2 separate regions of the Siniperca chuatsi genome follow, and region 1 is linked to region 2. The links are chromatin contacts, called in public Hi-C maps. All regions are on one chromosome and are shown on one strand. The core of a region is the stretch at or near the end of the contact, and the rest is flanking DNA. Distances in the headings are between cores, read along the strand shown. Region 1 overlaps myo18ab (unconventional myosin-XVIIIa). Region 2 holds the start of myo18ab (unconventional myosin-XVIIIa).

Evidence for each region. A called contact is a pair of places that touch in the nucleus more often than the background predicts.
Region 1: a contact with region 2 is called in a Hi-C map of liver, with 2.0 times the contacts expected there. The contact joins the enhancer-like site here to the promoter of myo18ab in region 2. A contact is called at or near these places in 3 of 3 Hi-C or Micro-C datasets (liver, skeletal muscle and an unstated tissue).

Annotation. Positions count from the first base shown.
Region 1 is chrLG7:1,636,300-1,639,915 of ASM2008510v1, reverse strand. All of the region lies in intron 2 of myo18ab (unconventional myosin-XVIIIa), which reads right to left. Among protein-coding and RNA genes, the nearest start is that of myo18ab, 44 kb to the right of the region's middle. Within about 2 kb of position 1,350, the one cell type or tissue checked has an H3K27ac peak away from gene starts, as active enhancers do. A contact at or near this core is called in liver, where this site is marked.
Region 2 is chrLG7:1,592,502-1,595,973 of ASM2008510v1, reverse strand. It overlaps myo18ab (unconventional myosin-XVIIIa), which reads right to left and starts at 1,689. Exons shown (of 41, transcript XM_044202313.1): 1 at 1,521-1,689.

The sequences.
Region 1 (3,616 bases), core at 101-2,600, 44 kb before region 2:
TATTATGAATGGCAAGAAAGTGTGTCATATTTGCTTCTATTCTTAATATATTATGTTTAATCCAGGTCTACTCTGAATAATTACAATTATATTTTATTTGTTTGTTACCTGCAATGCAAAATAAAGAAATACACGCATGTCCCTTCAGGACTGACTAGTGACACTTAACAACACTTTATGGCAATGAGTAGCTGCAGGTGCAGAGTGGAGATGCACAGTTTTCCGAACGTGTTGTGGACTTTTGGAATATACAGAGATAAACGGCTGCCTTTTCTGTCAAAATATATTTTTGTATTATTTTGTAAGAGGAAAAGTGGATTAATAAACTATTTTGCTTTAATCTACAAGAGGAGTCGGTGTGAGCTGGGTGGATATAAGAAACGTGTCGACTTAAGGTTTACACTCTGTGCCTAGTTTGGATCCTACAGGTGCGTTTCCATCGGCTGGGTTGAGACAAATAAACTGTCTACCTGAGCAAAAGGTTCCAATTTCAGGAAAAAAAAAACATGGAATAAAAGACCTTGGCTGTCTAGACCTTACTGCTATTGGGCAGGTTATTTTGTTTTAGCTCATATGAAACCGTATTTCTTGCTTTCGGAAGCAAGATGATGACAGAGGTGCCAATAACAGGTCTCCATTTATAGCAAATCTCCACTACGGGTGCAGCAGTGCATTTGACAGCTCTGGGTAAAGTTTTTTTGCAGGTCATTTACAGACAGTGCCTTTTTAATGATACTGTGGACATTTTGTCGAATTTTGCCGCTTCCATCCAGCTTTCCTAATTAGATAATTTGCATAAAAATGCTTGGATGGAAACATGGCTTTGTCTTTTCCTGTTGCATATTAAGTTTTGAAAATAAAATCAAGCTTCCTTCTACACTAAGTAACATGAATCACTTTTACGTTAAGCAGGCTTACAACAGTTTTGGAACAAGCTATTTAAAATAAATATCTGCAGCAGAGCAAGAGGTGAAACATTGTTTCACTATTTGAAGATTAATTGACACTTCTTTGCAACGACCACATCTTTTCGATGAGCAGCCACTGAAATTAACAACATGGATTTAGGCCTAGTTGCAAAGCCAAACACAACAGCACAGCTATGTGGCATAAAATTAACAGAAAGAAGACAATTAAACCGTTAATCGCAATTATTTGTAATTAATCGTCAAATAAAATGTCATGATTGTGAAAGCCCTAGCACCATCAACAATGTAGTCTAATGTTCTCTGCTGTCAGGAGCTCAGCAGATAGTGATAGTGTTAATACCAAAGTCCTGCATGTGTAAACACACACACACACACACACACACACACACACACAATCCATTCAATCATTTTTCCTACTAGGGGGCTGATTTCATTACCATTCCCATGCTGACAGGATTGAACATGTTTGTGAAGGACACATTGACTGATTGACCTGAGTGATTGCCATTGCTCAGACCCACCCCAAACTATGTGAAGGTCTTTGTTTTGTCTCCTTCACCTCATTTCTGGGAGGTTTTGGTCCTTAGACCTTCTCATTCAGACATCAATGTGCTCAGGCTCCTTCTAAAAAATAAAAACTGGGTTAAGCTTATTACGAAATTTAAATCAGCACAAATACAGACATGTCATGACTGCAACATTACATACACACACCCCTATCAATGTGCAGCCATTCACAACATGAATACCTGAGATGCCACTGCATTAGATCTTGTCCATCTTCACCAGCAGCTGGTTGCACAAGGCAAGACAAATAGTCAAACTTCAGACAGACATCTAAGTTCACTGGTTAGCTAGACTTACTTCCAAGTAAGGGCAGAGCTCAAACCTGGCAACCTCACTAAGAGGACTGTTGAGATGTTACGTGCAATCACTGCGCCCAGTGGTTGTTGATCAAAAAAATAACTCAATACCTGTTCCAAAAACCACCAAAGATTCACAAAGTAAATAAGATTTAAGAACAGATTTTGAACTGTTTTTTTCAACTTTTGACAGAGCCAGGCTAGCAGTTTTATTCTCCCTCCAGTACTTGTTTTAAACTAGACTAAACATGTTCCAGACTTAATTTTGTACTGGACACTCACAGACCTGCTCGTCTGTCTATAAGAGAGCAAAAACATGAACAAAGTAAAATGTTGGACTGTTCCTTTTAAGACCCAATGGATGCTTAAAATGTTTATGGTGAGTACTCATTTGCGGGATAAGAAGTGCGTGAGAAAGCAAAGTTTTGTGAAAGCAACTGTGGTGCAAACATTATTTGTTTATCAAAATTAAACACATTGCACACCTCCTTTTCAAAATCCCATGCTTCATTCACCAAATGTTTTCAGCTATCTTGCCTTCATCAGGGTGGTATCTAAGGTTGTTTCCAATTTCTTTATATATAGTCCATCACTTAGTCAACGGATGTTTATATCAACATAAATACAGGGTATCCAAATCAACATTTACAGTCATCTCTTTAAAATAATTCTTATAAAATACAATACTACACAAAATTTGGTATATAGATATGACATTTTTTGTAATATAAGCCATTTGAGCAAACTTTGAGGGCCTGCTTTACCAAAACTGTATGGAATATCAAAAATCCGAAAAGGTAACTTTTTCCAGCACGAGCAGTGAAAAACAAATTTGGACAAAATTCAAAATGGCAGGAAATTGAGCTAGATAAATGTATGTAAAGTCGAACGACGCGTCTCCACTTCCTCCCACTGTACAAAAATGATGCCAAAATATCCGGGTGTATCCCTGCTGTACCAAAAACGTACCGAATCGTGACCCTAAACCCGAGGTACATACCGAACCGTGAATTTTGTGTACCATTACACCGATAGTGAATGTACAGTATACTTACTGGCACTCCACAACTGTATATTCAGTTATGTACAAACTATTCGCAGACAAGAAGCGAATCCCACTAACTGCAACAAACTGCAACCCACAGAGTACCACTAACACATAGCCAAATAGTTACACAAAAAACCAATGTGACAGCAGACAGAGATCGACAGTACAGAAAAGTGTACCACGAACACCAACATGACACAAACTACCACAAAGAACCACAAGGAACACTCAAGCATACCTTAACCACATTGTATTACTAAGCATTACATTAGTTTGAAGTCCTTTGTGGCACTTAGTGGCAATTTACAGTACTATTTGAAGTAGGCTTCATCTACACATTGCAGAACTATTTAGTTTTGACAATAATTCCCATGTAAAGTGATTTAATAAATGAGCCTTCATACAGGCAATTGGTATAGCTGTAACCAGGCACTATGTTGAAGGACTTGTTGAGTTCCAACAGCATTTAGATCAACCAGATAAGGACAGTGATAAAAAAACACTGACATCTCACAACATGATAAACAGACTAAACGGCTATCAGCTTCACTGTCACGTCTTGTTTCCTCCAAGCACGCTAATTCTGTCTGGCTGCAGTAATCTCTGTTGTATGCGTGGGCAGGACAAAACATGGACAAAGCTTTTCACATAACTCCTAAGAATCCAGCTTCTCTGACCTCACATGCTGGGTCAAAGGGCAAGGAGCCGGGGCTACAGCGTACAGGCCAATGACGGCTTCAAAAACCAAACTAAGGCAGCGAGATTGGAAGCAAGTC
Region 2 (3,472 bases), core at 440-2,939:
TTAATAACTTAAATCAGAAATTAAATTACTTTCAATTACATATTACGATATCAGTAGTTTCAGAATTGTTAAAATGGGCAATAACTACTGAAAGTGGCAAGCGTATTAAATAGCCTACTTCCTTCTAGCATCTGGCTATTGCATATTTTGTACACTTTCTTTATTTTGCAAGTCAATAAAACAGCATCAAAAGCTTAAGAATGAGATCAAGCAAGAACAACATGTTTCTTTTGAGCAGGCATCCAACGTGCATCCAAACGTTTGTCCAAGTCTCACGGCTGAAGTGTCCACATGTGTAGATGGCCTTGTAAAATATAGATCTACATCACTGAAGACCTCCAACACTCGTACTTGGAGGACCAAAACACATTCCTGGCTTAATTTTTAACTGAGTTTCTTCAAGCCCTCAAAAATCAGGGACTCTTCGTGCCACAAACTACCACAAGCAGACAGGCAGATACACATCCTTCAGCCTGGTTCTCTTAGCTGCTGAGTGACACAAGAGACTCCTCTCTCCACAGGGCAGCGCATGTTAGAATCCCAAACAACTGCCTCCTACTCTTATAATAGGTAACACTGGGCATGGATCCATCAATCTATCCATTTTCTTCTGCTTATCCGGGCAAAGTCTTGGTCAAATTTGTGCCTGACAAGCGTCTTAGGTGTCAAGTCAGTGATAAAAGAATGGTCACATATTGAAAGGTGTCACACACACCTTAATAACAGTAAAGGTACAGTCCTCTGGTAGCGGAAAAATTCGAATCAGTGACTCAAAATCATAAATTGATTGATATAAATTTTACCAAAAAACAGTGCTGCCCTGTGGATTATCTCCAAACCAATTTGCCAGAACACCAAAGAGTTTCCTAAAAGGTCGTGTCTTATCTTTAACTGTAAGTAGTGTACTAGTGGATGGACAGCTTCTGTATCAACATTAAGTGTCATGTTGTTTAACGTGATAATAACCAGAACTAGGGAACATTAAAACGCTAAGGCTCCCTTCTGTTCTATACCTACTTGGCTGCTGAGGTTAAAACGATGCTAGCTAACACCTGGCACACTAATGCACACAAAGCAACATTTATTAGCCTCACTCCGCATTCAATGGGAAGTCAGGGAACAAAAAGAATGACGGGGCTAAAATAGGTGTAGCTTTTCGGCTAACTGTTACATTAGCTAACGTTAGCTGAGCTACTGTTTCGTAGGTGAGAGTAACGTTAACGTTACCTAATAACATTCGCGTTTTTATTCCACCGCAAATGAAAAAGCTCCAAAAGCACAAGCCATCAGTAATTCATTATGATTTTGTTTAACTTTACAGAGAGCAATCTAGCTAGCTAACTACAGCCTTAGTTCTTTGCCCTTATTTTTCGTGAAGCAAATCCTGGAACAACACATTGTGATCCTGTGAAAATTATCCAGTCAGCCCGACTGACTGACTGCCTCAACACTGCTGTTTTCAAACAAAAAGTGTCCCCTCACTCTAAACACACATGTTTATTATCAGAAGAAATACTCACTTTTCTCCAGTACTGCAAATCGAGCACCGCTGGTGCCTTGTAATGGGTGCAGCTCGGCTCGTAGGGAACACAAGCCACAGACTGGCTTTTAGCTAACGTTATCAAAGCTGGCTGCTCCCAGTCCAGCTCTGAAGTTTCAGTACAACAGCTAAAGGCGGTCGACCAACTACCCCTGCTGGACATACATTGGAGTTACAGGGATGGGAAGTACAGCTCTTTGACGGGAGCCGGATCTTATGGCTCCGTTATTATAAAGAGTACGCCTAGACCTGCTCTATAGGAAGAGCGCAATGAGATAACTTCTGTTATGAATTGGCACTATATGAATAAAATTGAATTGAATTGAACTGAGTTCCTTTCCGAGAGCCGGCTCATCGTTTTTATTTCATTTCTCAAGTGTGGATAAGTTTAGCAGCACTAAATTACTCGTATTGCCAGACCTAATGTCAATGACCCGCATTGTAAACATTTCACAAGGTGACGCCATATCCCACGCTTTGTGAGTGAATTTACTACTTTGAATTTACCCTCTGTATTAAATGTGTTATGTAAATGAAGTTGAATGCATATTCATATTCCATTTACTACCCACTCCATTCATTGAAATGTAGCCGAATGTTCTTCCATGGTAAATGGAATGTACTTACTTAGCCTTGAACCTATATACTCAAAGCCTTCAACTACATATCACATTCACACAAGGGAGCAATTTGGGGTTCAGTGTCTTGCTGTTTAAGAATCTATTTGGTGCTGTATTCTTGCATGAAACATGCATACGGCCAAGGAGGGTGTCGGGATTGAACCGGTTGGTGAACGACCCGCTCTACCACTCAGCCACAGTCGTCCCATGGGTGCTATCATTGTTGTATGACGTCAGACAACTGCTTCTTCCTGATGTGGGGGTAGAAGAATTTGCCCCATGTTTACAAGTTCCATTGTACTCTTTCTAGTAGGAGGTCGGAAATTTCCGAGTTCCATGTTGTCTGGAACGCAGCATTAGGTCATGTTTTTTGGTTTTCATCATTTCCTGTTTTATTTCTGTTACTCACCTCTCCTCTTGTTTCAGATTACTTCACTTCCTGCCCTAGTGTGTCTCCCGCCAGTTTTGATTGCCCTGCCGTTGCACCTGCAGTCTATAGGCTACATGCACTAGGGTTCGTGACATACTTCCAATTCCAAACAAGAAGGCTCATCCGTTTCCCGTCTGTTGGTTTCGAGCTAGCTAGCTTGATAACATTAATATCTAAGTTTTTATCATGAGAGTTAGGTGGAAAGTGTTTAAGACGGAACATTTTCAGAAACATGAGAAGATATACTCAGAGCACTGCTGTGTGCCACTTCGTTCGGTGTCATCCAAATTTCATGGAGTACATAGTTTCCACAGCTTTCCGACACATCTTGACCTGAGAAGACAATGGCTTGTAAACATAAACCGGGATTATTTCACCATCTCCTCTCACAAAGTCTGCAGCAGAAACTTTGCCACGATCAGCTCATAGAGCCAACAACACTTGATGGTCGAAGAAAGCTTGTTAAAGGTGCTGTACCGACACTCTTTGAATGGAATGGATACACCATTGAAAAACCACGGCGTAGTGTGTGGGAGAGGACAGAGCGGCCCATTGAACCAGTCCCTCCTGAGGAGAAACAGCACATGGATGTCACAATGGAACATAACTGATCAGTCCCTGAGCTCCCTGGGTCCAAACCTGTCCAAAGAAATATAGGGTCTGAGAAAGGAAATACAGTCCAGCGAAAGTTTGGGTTACAGCATTTTGTTTGCTATAACACCGACATTTGATTCTGTAGCAGGTAACCAGTAGCCTTGTAATAAGTTGTATTTTACATTAGTACGTGTAACTGTTTACATAAACCAATGTCAACAAGTTAAATTATAAAGAATCTCGTCTCGTTTATTTACCTCCTGGGTGCATGTTTCGTGCAAGAATACA